Regions from separate parts of the Danio rerio genome. Here region 2 is linked to region 1. The links are chromatin contacts, called in public HiChIP or PLAC-seq maps. All regions are on one chromosome and are shown on one strand. Each heading gives the region's core, a stretch centred on a gene start, on an enhancer-like site or on the middle of the called end of the contact. The rest is flanking DNA. Distances are from core to core; before and after follow the strand shown. Region 1 holds the start of znf362b (zinc finger protein 362b). Region 2 holds the start of pax7b (paired box 7b).

Region 1 (6,230 bases), core at 2,252-4,751:
AAAGAAAACACTCTTTTTGAATGTTTTAGAAAAAAACTCCAATACATTCGCAGAAGACAGCATGAGCATTTATAGCAAATAAACTAATGTAAAAATTATCCCGCTTCCATTATGAGCACTGACTTACACCCCTATAATTCGTCATTGTCTTCACCTGCTCAACAGAAAGGGCTGCGATTGGCTTTAGAAATGAAAGCGCTGTTCACTGATGAATGACGAGGGAAGATCAGACGCGGTTAGTCTATATGCGCATAATATGCGGTTATCACAGGTAATCTGTAATAGACACAGTGGAGAAAACTTGTACCACAGGCACGCTCATGTCTGGATCCACAAGTATCGTTTTAACAGCCAAGAGGAGAGGAAAAGTTACCACACAAACAGGCCAGCGCAACGGGTCAAATGTCTAAAGTGAGAGAAAGAGGCAGAGATGGATTTTTACAGCATCTCACCCTAGTAGTGAACTAGCGTCTCGTGTGCTGTGCCTTCTTCAGTGTCAACAAAAGACTTTCCAGCAAACTCACAAGCAGTTGAATTGTGCATAATTATCTACCTTTTAAGTAGTAGGAGCTTTTTATTTACTCGCCCTACGTATAGTACACTACGTACGTACTAACCGGTTATGATCTATTACTGAACTGATATCGAATTGTCCCATTTGCATCGCGGTGCACAGAAGAAACAATTAATTTTGACACCCCTAATGGATTCCACTATTAAACACAAAATATTATAAAAATGTAATTAAATAAAACATAAGTAGAATTAATGTTAGATAAAATGAATCCAGCAAAAGCATATATAATCTCTTAGCACCATTTGTGCTTACGTTCTAGTTTTATCACTTATTTAAAAATAAAAGAAGAAAAGTTGTGAAGGTAATGGATGCAGAATTTATGTGCAGGACCTGACAGCTGTGGTCAGTGTATTTTGGAGGGTTGTTGCTAGATCAGATATGACTGCGGCAGGAAATTAACGAGAATTATTTTTATTATTTATTAAGTTTCCTACTAATTGTATGTTATTAACGTTTACCCCCTAGGTAGAGTCTAGTTAGGGTACGTGGATGACCTGAAGTGCGATATGCAGATCAATATAGCAGCATTTTGACACTCTTAACAATAACACATTTTTTGCATTACTGTTACGGTTTAGGGTTAGAGTAGGGCTAGACATTAGGGCTGTGTGATTTGGGGAAAATATCTTATTGCAATTTTTTTTTTTTTTTTTTACATATTGCGAGTAAAATTTTGATTTATGATTTCATTTTTTTTAGCTCAATAATCCTTAAGCGTGGCAACAATTCTGCAAAAGCTCTTTAAAATTACCTGTTTTTGTTCAGTGTTTGTGACTTTCAAATCTAAAATATAAATATATTAATTTGTCTATTAATGTTTCTGGAGCAGCATTATCCCACTTGTCTGCGCATTCCTGTTTGTTTTATTTTATTATTGTGGGCGTTTTGCCTAGTTTGGTTACACAACTCTGATTGGGCAAAGCGAAAGTGTGGTCACTTAACTGGCTAGTACAATTGTCACACACAGACTGCAGTCGTGCATTTGCTCTGGGTGGGGGAAATTAAATTATATATATGTATGTATATGTGTGTGTGTGTATATATATATATATATACACACATCATGTCATATTGCAGCCTCTTGCGATAAATAATCGCAACGTTTCAAATTACGATTGCGATCTGATTTCAATTAATCACACAGCCAAGTAGGCGTTGAAAAATACAATTTATTGGGCACTTTAATAAATAGCATAAATAATGTTCGGTAAAACTACTGTTTTTATGTTACTGTGATGGTTGGGGTACAATAATATACAATAAATGGAAAATTTAATAAATAATATAAATCATTTTCGTTAACTTCTGACCACAACCATATCTGATCTAGCAACAACCTACCTAGCCCTACCCCCAACCGTCACAGTAATGTAAAAACAGTTGTTGTACCGAGTTTTATGTTATTTATTAATTTACCCAATAAATTGTTTTTTATAAATGCCAACCCCTACCCTAACTTTAACCATCACAGTATACAGTACTGAAACAGTGTTAAAATGTTAAACGGAAATGACTTTATTTATTAAAATTCCCATTAGTTGTATTTTATTAACAGCTACACCTACCCCAACCATAAACCCAACCGTCACGTAAAAACAAATGTTGTCGAGTTTTATTTATGTTATTTAAATTACCCAATGCATTTTATTTTATTAACGCCTACCCCAACCCTAAACCCAACCGTCAGAGTTCTGTAAAAATATGAATTATTGTTAAACAGTGTTACAAGCATTATGATATACTGATGTGCATATCTGGAGATGTTGCAAAACTTTGCAATATCTATAGAAAGTGACTGAGTTGTAAAATGAAAATAAATATAACTTAAACAATCTCCCAAAAGGTAAATAAAGACTTTCTAAAAAATATCCAAACAGTACAATGAAACATTTTCATCAACAGTTTTAAAATTTCAGTTAATTTGCCCAATTTCTGACTTTGGTGGTTACCATGATGATCACATTTTATTTTTGTCTGCCAACAAATGAGTCATCATCAGCCCATGTGAAGTGTGAGAATTTGTAATATTTGCCGTATCACTGTCTCGAGTTTAATAAGCTAATAACAGTTTTTCAGACATTTTATGGTGATTTCAATAGCTTATGATGAAAATGTCTGAATTCTGAAAGAATCCAAAAGTCCCCTTTTTTCTTTAAAGAAAAAGAGCATAACAGTAAGATCTAAAGTAGCAATTCTGACGCATCAGTGGAGAAAAACAACTGTCAGAAAACTTTAGCAACATCGTTATCTCTCAATCTGCTGGTCAACCAGAGCCTCCGACTCATTCCTGCACAGTTTCACCAAAAACATTTCAGACAAAAGAAAAAAACAAAAATGGCAGCCTGTTATATTTTCATAAGGACGCCATATTCTGCAGAGCCCGAAAAATTCACACTCTAATCGGTCCGTTTTTTCAAGGAGAGACCGATCGATCAGACGAGATGTTTGCGGTAATATGGTTGTGTGTGTGTTTGTTTATGAAGAATAGCACCTTTGAATTGCCCGGCCCCCCTTGAAAAAAAGCTGACACTTCCGACAATCATGCCGTGCAAAATGTCTTACAATTGGCGAAAGGCTGCGCACGGCTGTGCAGATTTACAACATCTGCCGCCCCGATCGCTTAATAACAGCGCTATAACGCATGCACGTTTCCATCATAAGCACATGCATGTAAAAATGCACTGACATGCAGCAATTTCCAATGTTATATTTCGCTTTGTGCAACCTGTGGTAGATCAAAGGCGATAAATCGCGCCCGTCAAACTGTTATCTGTCGTACAAAACAGAAAACGTGCAAGACATCTCAGTGTGAGGAAAAAGGAAAAAAACGACACGAGAGCACAAACCTGTTATATCGATGTCAGGGTATTTTTCCTCGCAGAAGAGTCTTTTATAAAGCAGAGAAGAGGCTGGATGTTCTCTATGTGCCTCCAGACAGCACAGCTTCCGGGTCAGGCTGTTCACTTCTGGGTGCCGTTCACCAAAAATCCCTCATTTTTAGCTGCTGCAAATGATGCTTTTTTGTCTCACGCGGATTCAGTCATCACTTCTAGGTCGAAGGAATCGGTCGCACGTCATCTGTTTGCATTATCTAAAACGTGTTTCTCTTTATAAGACATTTACAGACAACATAATTGAGACTTTCCAAAAATGATGATACAGCAATCAGATTTAGATTATTTTACTGAACAGAGATTTCGTGTGGAGGCAATTTTCTCTCCGAATATTTACAAATAAGCAGCACACTGACTGAATGTGAAATATGACAAGTAGAAAAACTGACTATCCTCATCTAACATTTTTTTTTTCAACAGGCTTATATAGTTATTACTAGGCTATAAAACCATGTCTATAATTTTAATTCATTGAGCAAGATAACCTACAGGGTGGGCCATTTATATGGATACACCTTAATAAAATGGGAATGGTTGGTGATATTAACGTCCTGTTTGTGGCACATTAGTACAGTATATGAAAGAGGGCTTGTAAATAACTCATGAAAGAATGAAGTTACATTTAGAACCAAGTGCACCATTGTTTTTCTTGTGAAATTCCCAAAAAGTTTATTAAGGTGTGTCCATATAATTGGCCATCCTGTAGATTAAAGGGATGCTTTACCCAAAATTAATTTTTACTCACTATTATCTCTCCTTCAGGTGGTTACATATGGGGCATTCTACCACAAATGTGCATTTTCATTTGTAAAAAAATGTGAAAGGGCTTGACTTCAGCTTGTCCTCCTCAAAAAAACATACAAAAACAAGCATAAAATCATACAATTCAATGATAGAACGTATCCTTGACCCCTGTCAGCTTCTCCTCCATCAAATTATATTACTTCTGAGTAGCCTTATTGCAAGTATTTTATGTTAAATTTAATTCAAATGTGACAAGACTGACAGAAACATGAAACACGACAATTGTAAAAATTGTATATATATATATATATATATATATATATATATATATATATATATATATATATATATATATATATATATATATATATATATATATACACATTAGTAGTATTTATTTGTAGAATGTATTTATAATTTCAAGCTTATAATCAACTGATGTGAATAATAACTTAAACTTGCTATTTCTGAATAAGTTTTTAGCATTACAAAACTATTAAAGCTGTTGGTTTAATTGGGCTGAGGACAAGGACAATAATTTGTAAATTGTAAAGTGTTTTTAATAAAGAACAAAAATCTGAGAAGCAAATGAATGACATATTCCTTTACAGAACAACTGGCAGAAATCAACCATCAGTACATTTTAAACATTTTTGGGATGCAACATTTCTTATTCACTGTATTTATGTTTTTATTTCAGGGACAGATAGTGTATGTTTCTGACATAATGTTCCACACCTTTATGATTTCCTTTGTTCTATTGAGTTCAAAAGAAGATATTTTGATAAATGTTTGAAACCTGTTACAACTGTTACTACTGACTTTCTTATTGAAAAAAAAAAAACAAATATGGAAGTCGATTGTTGCAGGTTTTCAGATTTAAAAAAAATATAATTTCCGTGTTCAACAGCAGAAATAAACTTGAGGTTTGGAAAAACTAAAGGCTGAGTAAATGATGAAAGAATTATCCCTTAAAATTGTGATGTTGGTTAAAGTTTTTTTTTTCAAAGTAATATATTACAATCTTTATAATAAGCAAAAATAACAGAACGCATACAGTTGAAGTCAGAATAGCTCCCCTGAATTATTAGCCCCCCTGTTTACACCCCCCCCCCCTCATTTCTGTTTAATGGAGAGGTTTTTTTAAACACATTTCTAAACATAATCGTTTTAATAACTCATTTCTAGTAACTCATTTATTTTATCTTTGCCATGATGACATTTGCCAGGTTAATTAGGGTAACTAGGGCAGGCAAGGCTAATTAGGCAAGTCATGTATGATGATGCAGATCATGAGGTTCCCAAACTTTAACCCCCGGCCTCCAAAATAACAATCCCAGTGACTCACGGCCCCGACTATCCTGCATAAATATACAAATGTTGCATGTAGTCTCATTCTCAGTGTAATTTTGGAGACCATCCTCTATGTTCAGTCATGGCCTGTATTTATATTTAATGTATGTGAGTGCCATAAAGGTATCAGAAAGTTTAACCTGCTGCCATAAAATCAATTTTCTGCATCTGACATTATTGTCTGTGTCTTTAATAAAATGTAATCACCCCAGGAGTCAGAATCCAATGAACTATGACTAAACTATTAACTACTATTTGTTCTGTAGCTTATGAATAAAATATGGTAATTCCTACTTCCTAATTCAAATATTTTATTAAAATGAATTTGATTTTTGGAAACCACCAAGCGACCCCCACTCATTGTACCGCGAGCCCTACTTTAGCAACAACTGCCGTAGACAATCAAAAGCAAATTTTGTTTAAGAGAACTAATAATACTGACCTTAAATGGCTTTTTAAAATTTAAAACTTCTTTCATTCTAGCCAAAATAAAACAAATAGGACTTTCTCTAGAGAAAAATATTATCACATACTGTAAAAATGTCCTTGCTCTGTTAAACAGCATTTGGGAAATATTTAAAAAAGAAAAAAATATTAAAGTGGTGCTAATAATTCTGACTTCAGCTGTACCTTCACATTACTTTCCTTAAAATTAAACTAAG
Region 2 (6,575 bases), core at 1,766-4,265, 99 kb after region 1:
TTTCTTCTGTTGGAAACTGTATATATATTCTTTTTCTTTTCGTATTCGTCCTTTAATTAATCAGGGGTCGCCACAGCAGAATAAACCGCCAACTTATTCAGCACGTTTTATGCAGGAATGCCCTTCCAGCCACAACCATCACTGGGAAACACCCATACACTCTCATTCACACACAAACACTACTGACAATTTAGCCTACCCTATTCACCTATATAGTCTGTAATACCTTTAACAAATTATGTTTCACATTTCTGACTATACCTGTAAAGGCTGCATTTGCAGTGATTTGGAATGCCTGTGAGAGACTGATCTACCTTACAGACATTCTTTGCTCTCAGTGATGTATGAGGACAAAATGCCATTACCAAGCCAGTGATTTAACACCCTTAAACGCTTCCAGCTGCAATGTTTTTCTGGCCGATGCTGAAAGTGTCATGTGGAACTCAACCTTAGTCTGCTGGGGTTTGTGTGATCTGTGCACCTGCTCGCTCGCTCTTTCTCTCTCTCTCTTTCTCTTGTTTTCATGCTCCCGATATACAGCATTGCAATTTCACTTTTTTTGATCTTCTTCAATATGGGAAATACTATGATACGATAATAATAATAATAATAATAATAATTTATAACTAATTTAATTCACAATAAAGTGTAAAGTTGCCACATTACACGTCATACAGATTGCAGATATCTCAGCTTGTGTGTGTTATAAAGTCAACAATTTTTGCTTTGACTGTATGTTGGATATAGAGTGAAGGGTTTACATTTTTGATTCTTCATTGCCATCTAGTGGCAAGTCCTAATTTATTTCATTAACATAACGAACACCTGTATGTCGTTTTTTTCATTTGACTAGAAATTGTCACGTTAATCTTCACACGTAGCCTACATATTTGCATACGTTTTTTTGGTTAAGGTTTATCCTTAATGTAAAAGACATGTATAATTTATTTTATAATTAAGCGCCAATATTTGAAATAAATAATCAATGTTATAAATGGGTCTAAATGGTTTCTTTTCATTTACAGTATTACATTAGTTTTCTACTCATTAATGTAATGTTTTATAAATGCAATTTATTTCTATTTTTTAAATTTTCTATTTTATTCAAATTATTCATTTTATTTTAATTTAATTCTAGTAGATTATTATTATTATTTATTTATTTTAATAAAGTTTTGGATTCTGTTCGCATGTAGTAGTAGTAGCCTAATAGTAGTAATATTCATCACCATAATTTTTTATTTATTTATTATGAATTATTACACTCTACTGTCACTCTAATGAAATCGTTTGGTCTAGATCCTATTTATTCTGGGGAAACAAGTCAAAGAAAGGTCCTAAGGAAATAATTTGCTTTTAGTTTTATTGTTGTTTTATGACGTTTAATGGACACACGAGCAACAAAATTGAGGGTAAAAATAATTTGTAGTCTAGGTTTGCATTGTATTGTTATTTTTTAATAATCAATTATTTACTAAAAATCAGTTTTCAATATTGTTGAACGAATTTTAAAATATTGCATTTGCGCATTTCTTTATATTTGTTAAAAAAAACATGTTGGTGGGAGCAATGTGAAAATTGAAATGATGATTGTGTCCAACTCTCCCAGAGTAGCTAAATTTAAATGCATTTTCTTAGCCTTTATAGTCTGATTTGGTGAAGTCTGCTCGAGTTGCCCCAAAAACTCGTGCCACCAGCAGTTGTGCCTTGCTTCACCCCGACGTCTGTTTGAGACCACAAAGGCATTCGAGCTACTGGTCCCTTGGGAAGTGACATGCTTAGTCATGTGGAAGTATATATTAACCAGCAATGCACACAAATTAACGATGCCATTGTTAACAACAAAGCCTAGCTTTCAAGTCATTACTGCCTGTCTGGTCTTAAGTTGGATTCCAGTGTTTGATGTTCGCTGCCAATCATAGTTTTGGCAATAGTTAATCATCTCCCTAATTTATACATAAATGCAGTAGATTGGGATTTAGACAGTCAATCTATGCTGACTGACGATGAATTTGTTATGCATCACCTGAATTGTTTCAGTTTACATTTCATATTTTAGATATATTTTATACTTTAATATTTGGATGTAAATGCAATGCTTATAACGCTTTCATATATATATATATATATATATATATATATATATATATATATATATATATATATATATATATATATATATATATATATATATATATATATATATTAATGAAAAAAATTTAGGGGTGTCTCCTGTTCATCAGCCGAACATTTTTTTGAAATCGCTTTTTTTGCTTTATAATGTTGTTAATTTTGGCATTTAAATAATGTCCAGTAATCATTTAATTGAGGTTTTTGGTTATTCGCTACACCAATTCTGTAAACATGCCATATTTATTCGTTTTGTAAAACTAACGAACTTGCTTTGGTTTTTCTATTAGACATTTGGTTAAATGTTTAAGAAATTGTTAAAGTAGATCATTGCGCTACTTAAGCAATTCCCGGTTTAAAAAGTCCTACTGGGAACATTGAGCTTATCTGTATTTTAAAATTCTATGCGGTTGTATAACATAAGAATTAATTAGCACAAACACAAAATGTGTTTTAATCGACCGACTGGTGCAAGAACCTCTGCGCCTTCTTTTGTTCCTCAAACATCTATTTGAGTTTCACAATTGTGTTTAATGGAATACAAGGCCAATGCTGTAGTTGTACACTAAGAGGCTATGAACAAAACACATGTATCTATAGATTCTTATATGACAAAATAGAATTAAATGATATAATTATATAAAGAAGTGCAGTTTGATAGCGTGTATTACTTTTAGGCCTTGCTATCTAAATAGAAATCGATCAATCAAACGTTGGCATTGTTTTGTGCTCAAAGGTCTGATGGAGTGAATAAAAAGCAAGGCACTCCGCGTGTGCGTGCGTGTTGGTCTTACCCTCTGCTTTTTGTGATTGGTCGAAAAAAAACTTGCTCGTTCCCCTCCATGCCCACATGAATAAAAGAAGACTGCGAGAGCCTATCGGTGCGCACGACACCCCTCCTACACCGCGCGCTAAAGTTATCCACTTCAACTACTCCCAACCCCTAAGCAGACTTTGTCAACCAAAACTATCAGACCTTTTAAGAAAACACTGCAAAGAATTAAGTAACCTTTGTTCACTCGAGAGCGTTTGGAGTACCCCCTCCCTGGCGCGCGCTGCATCTTGTTCTTGCGGTAGTTATTTTGCTCATGACCCCCTCCGCACGAAACGACAGTTTATCTGTGTTTGATTTTTTGGAGGTTTCACATCCCCGCAATAGTCTGGCTGGATAACATTTTTAAATTTTTTCTGTTTTTGGTGAAGATTGGACTTCTGTTCATTTTTAGTCATTAAGGAAACATTCATCAACAAGTCTGGACTTGCTTTCTCAGTTTAAACATCAGCCTCATTGTGCCTCGTCATTTATTCAAGTAGAATGTCATCCTTACCGGGAACAGTACCGCGAATGATGCGACCGGCTCCAGGACAGAACTATCCCCGCACCGGATTCCCCTTGGAAGGTTGGTTGGACGGGTGTAGGGTGATTTTTATTTTTTTTTGTTATAAGTCATTTATTGTTGTAAATTATGGCAGCTCTAAAAAACATTTTAACACTACACGATTTTAACAGGCCTGTTTTAAGAAAAGTTGATTTAAGCAGAAGTCCAAAATTGAGTTTTCGCGTCGGAAAGCTTGAAATATATAGGCCTACTTGTGTCGATTTTTTGTGGCTTTATTGCATTTTATGTTTTGTTCAGAAAGCTTGCGCATATTCCTTGCATGCGAAAAAAAAACTTTTTACAAGGCCATTAGGTTAGTATTTAAGTGGGTCAAATAAAACGTCCAAACACTAAGCCTGCCTGTCAGTGTAGGATTTGTTGAAATGATCTAGTGGTGAAGTGAATCCAGAATGCACAAAGGATAATAGCATACTAATATTTATACAACAGCACTGCGGATAATGAAGTAGGACGCATCCAGGCCGAGAGGTCCACTGAAGAAATTATTTTCATTTCTATTTAACAGAATTCTCTGGTTAATTTAGTTCATTTATTGACAGGAAGAATAATTATTTTATCTCACTTCGCATGAGAATGTTGAACGACAAAAGCTTAAAGTTTGATGTAAATCATACTTTTTTTTGTTTTAAACTATATTATTTTGTTTTAAATAAAAATATCCCATTATTATTTTATTGCATTTTGTAACAAAGCAGGTTTATGATTCCATTTAATTGTATTTAATTGTTTTCCTATTTGTCATACCAATTAAATACGATATATTTTAAAATATTTTTTATTAATCCTACATTTAAATAGTAGGCCTAATTGTTATTTATGAGTGTAAAATTTAAGTCTGAAATTTAATGCAAGCATTGGTCAAAGTTAGATTTAATTCCCATTTTTCTACTGCAGTTTCAACTCCTTTGGGCCAAGGTCGAGTGAATCAGCTTGGCGGTGTATTCATCAATGGCAGGCCTTTGCCAAATCATATCCGCCACAAAATTGTTGAAATGGCTCACCACGGCATCCGTCCCTGCGTGATCTCAAGACAGCTTCGCGTTTCCCATGGCTGCGTGTCCAAAATCCTCTGCCGGTATCAAGAAACTGGCTCAATCCGTCCTGGAGCAATAGGAGGAAGTAAACCTAGAGTAAGTGTTTTGTTGTTGTTGTTGTTAATTTTACTAGCTTATTACATTCTGTAATTTGTAGTCTTTTATAATAGTTTTAATGGGAAGTTCATTCTACTATTTGAAGGAAATTAAACTATTAACAAAAGTACATAAATATAAAATTGGTGCTAACTTTTGTTTTTTCTGTCTTCTCCCCCCCTCGCCCATATTTGTTTTCTGTTTCCCTATATCTTCGTATTTTTTAAATCAAACACAAAAGCAGGTGGCAACACCTGACGTGGAAAAACGAATTGAGGAATACAAGCGCGAAAATCCCGGCATGTTTAGTTGGGAGATCCGAGACAAACTGTTGAAGGACGGGGTGTGTGACAGAAGTACAGTTCCCTCAGGTGAGGCCTCATCTGGTAAGCAGCCCCTTTTTTATCATGTCCACATCACATGTCAGATCTGGAGTTAAATTTCGGTCACGATCATTTTGTACACAATTAAGGAAACTTGATTGAAAATAAAATGACCTTAATAAATATTATTTTTATTATTTACTAATAATTATATAAAAAACCTATTTGGGCTATATTAATTACAAACATACATAGGTGATGTATTTATTTTGCATGTATATGTTATGTTTTTGAATATTAGCTATTATTTTATTTTGTTCATTGTATTTCCTTTTTATTATCCCATCAGTAAGTTCTATCAGCCGGGTTCTTCGTGCGCGTTTCGGCAAAAAAGACGACGAGGATGATTGTGACAAAAAAGATGACACTGGAGAGAAAAAAACGAAACACAGTATTGACGGCATTCTGGGAGACAAAGGTAGGCTAAATTATTTTTACAATTTATTCTGATTGGATGGGGTGAAAAGTCAAATAGCTACTTGAGTAAATAATTATTGCGCACCACTTTATGTAGTATCTGTTAAGTCTTTAAATTGGCACCATAAATTGGTGTGTGCTTTTTGTGTCTGTGCTCAGCATCTATCGCATGCGATTTCTCTGCTTGTTCAACTGTCATTTAGGCATTTGATTTAATGTGTATTTATATTGGCTCTGACGGATGGTATTTAGGCTTTGATCTATTTGTACAACAGATTCATTTGACGCTGAGTAAACGGTCCCTTGAAAACGGTAACTGACAGATGACCGATGTGGCAATCAATATCAATTACAGACCATAAGTTCAAGATTGCCCGATGGTTCTCGCGATAATTTGGCACGCTTATTCGCACGTTAACAGACCATTCCATCTGGCAAGGAGTAACAGTATATGTATTTATTTAGGTCATTTCGATTTTTTTTTCGATTTTATCTATGTTTACAGCCTACATAAATTTACCTTATTTGTGTCCAGAATGTGTAAGGCCTATATTTCGAAAGATAATTGTACACCAAAAGACAACTATCGAATAGTTTGTGTAGTTTAAGCAATAGTCTACTACAAAACGTTTTATGACAGTCTTTTTCCACTTGAAGATGAACTTCAAATCTCGGCTTCAGTGAAGCTCTTTTGGAGCGAGGAATCTGCTACAAAGCAAAGCGTAAAAGCAAGGCTTCGAAAGAAGGAATGAACGCTTCTTTTCACATTCAAAAGTCCGAAAAAGGGGGAAAAAACTTTTAACAAAAGGCCAAGAGGGGAACTATAGAGAGATGAATTATTCAATACACCCTGCTGGTAGATAGTTTTGTAATATTATGGAATCGTCTGTTGGAATAGAATGAGATTTGGAGGGTGCAAAATGTTTTATTCTTGTTTGGAAATGCCCACTGCTCTTTTTGCAATCACTATTGTGTTTCCTAGCTGACGTTTAGAGAGGTGCTTTAGAGGAAGGGAGTGATCGGTTCGTCTTTACGCTTATGCTATTTTAAAAGGTTATTTGTAGGAATTTTGTAGGTTTATATTTGCATTGGATATAGGATCAATGTTTTATACG

What was found. HiChIP or PLAC-seq counts read pairs in DNA pulled down with a chosen protein or histone mark.
Region 2: a contact with region 1 is called in an H3K4me3 HiChIP or PLAC-seq map of embryo, with 2.0 times the contacts expected there. The contact joins the promoter of pax7b here to the promoter of znf362b in region 1.

The regions. Positions count from the first base shown.
Region 1 is chr23:23,666,071-23,672,300 of GRCz12tu, forward strand. znf362b (zinc finger protein 362b) reads right to left here and starts at 3,502. Exons shown (of 9, transcript NM_001089548.2): 1 at 3,424-3,502.
Region 2 is chr23:23,765,430-23,772,004 of GRCz12tu, forward strand. It overlaps pax7b (paired box 7b), which reads left to right and starts at 3,016. Exons shown (of 9, transcript NM_001146149.2): 1 at 3,016-3,530; 2 at 4,425-4,660; 3 at 4,902-5,046; 4 at 5,333-5,461. The coding sequence starts at 3,446. LOC141380486 (a long non-coding RNA gene) reads right to left here. Exons shown (of 7, transcript XR_012398481.1): 6 at 4,532-4,631.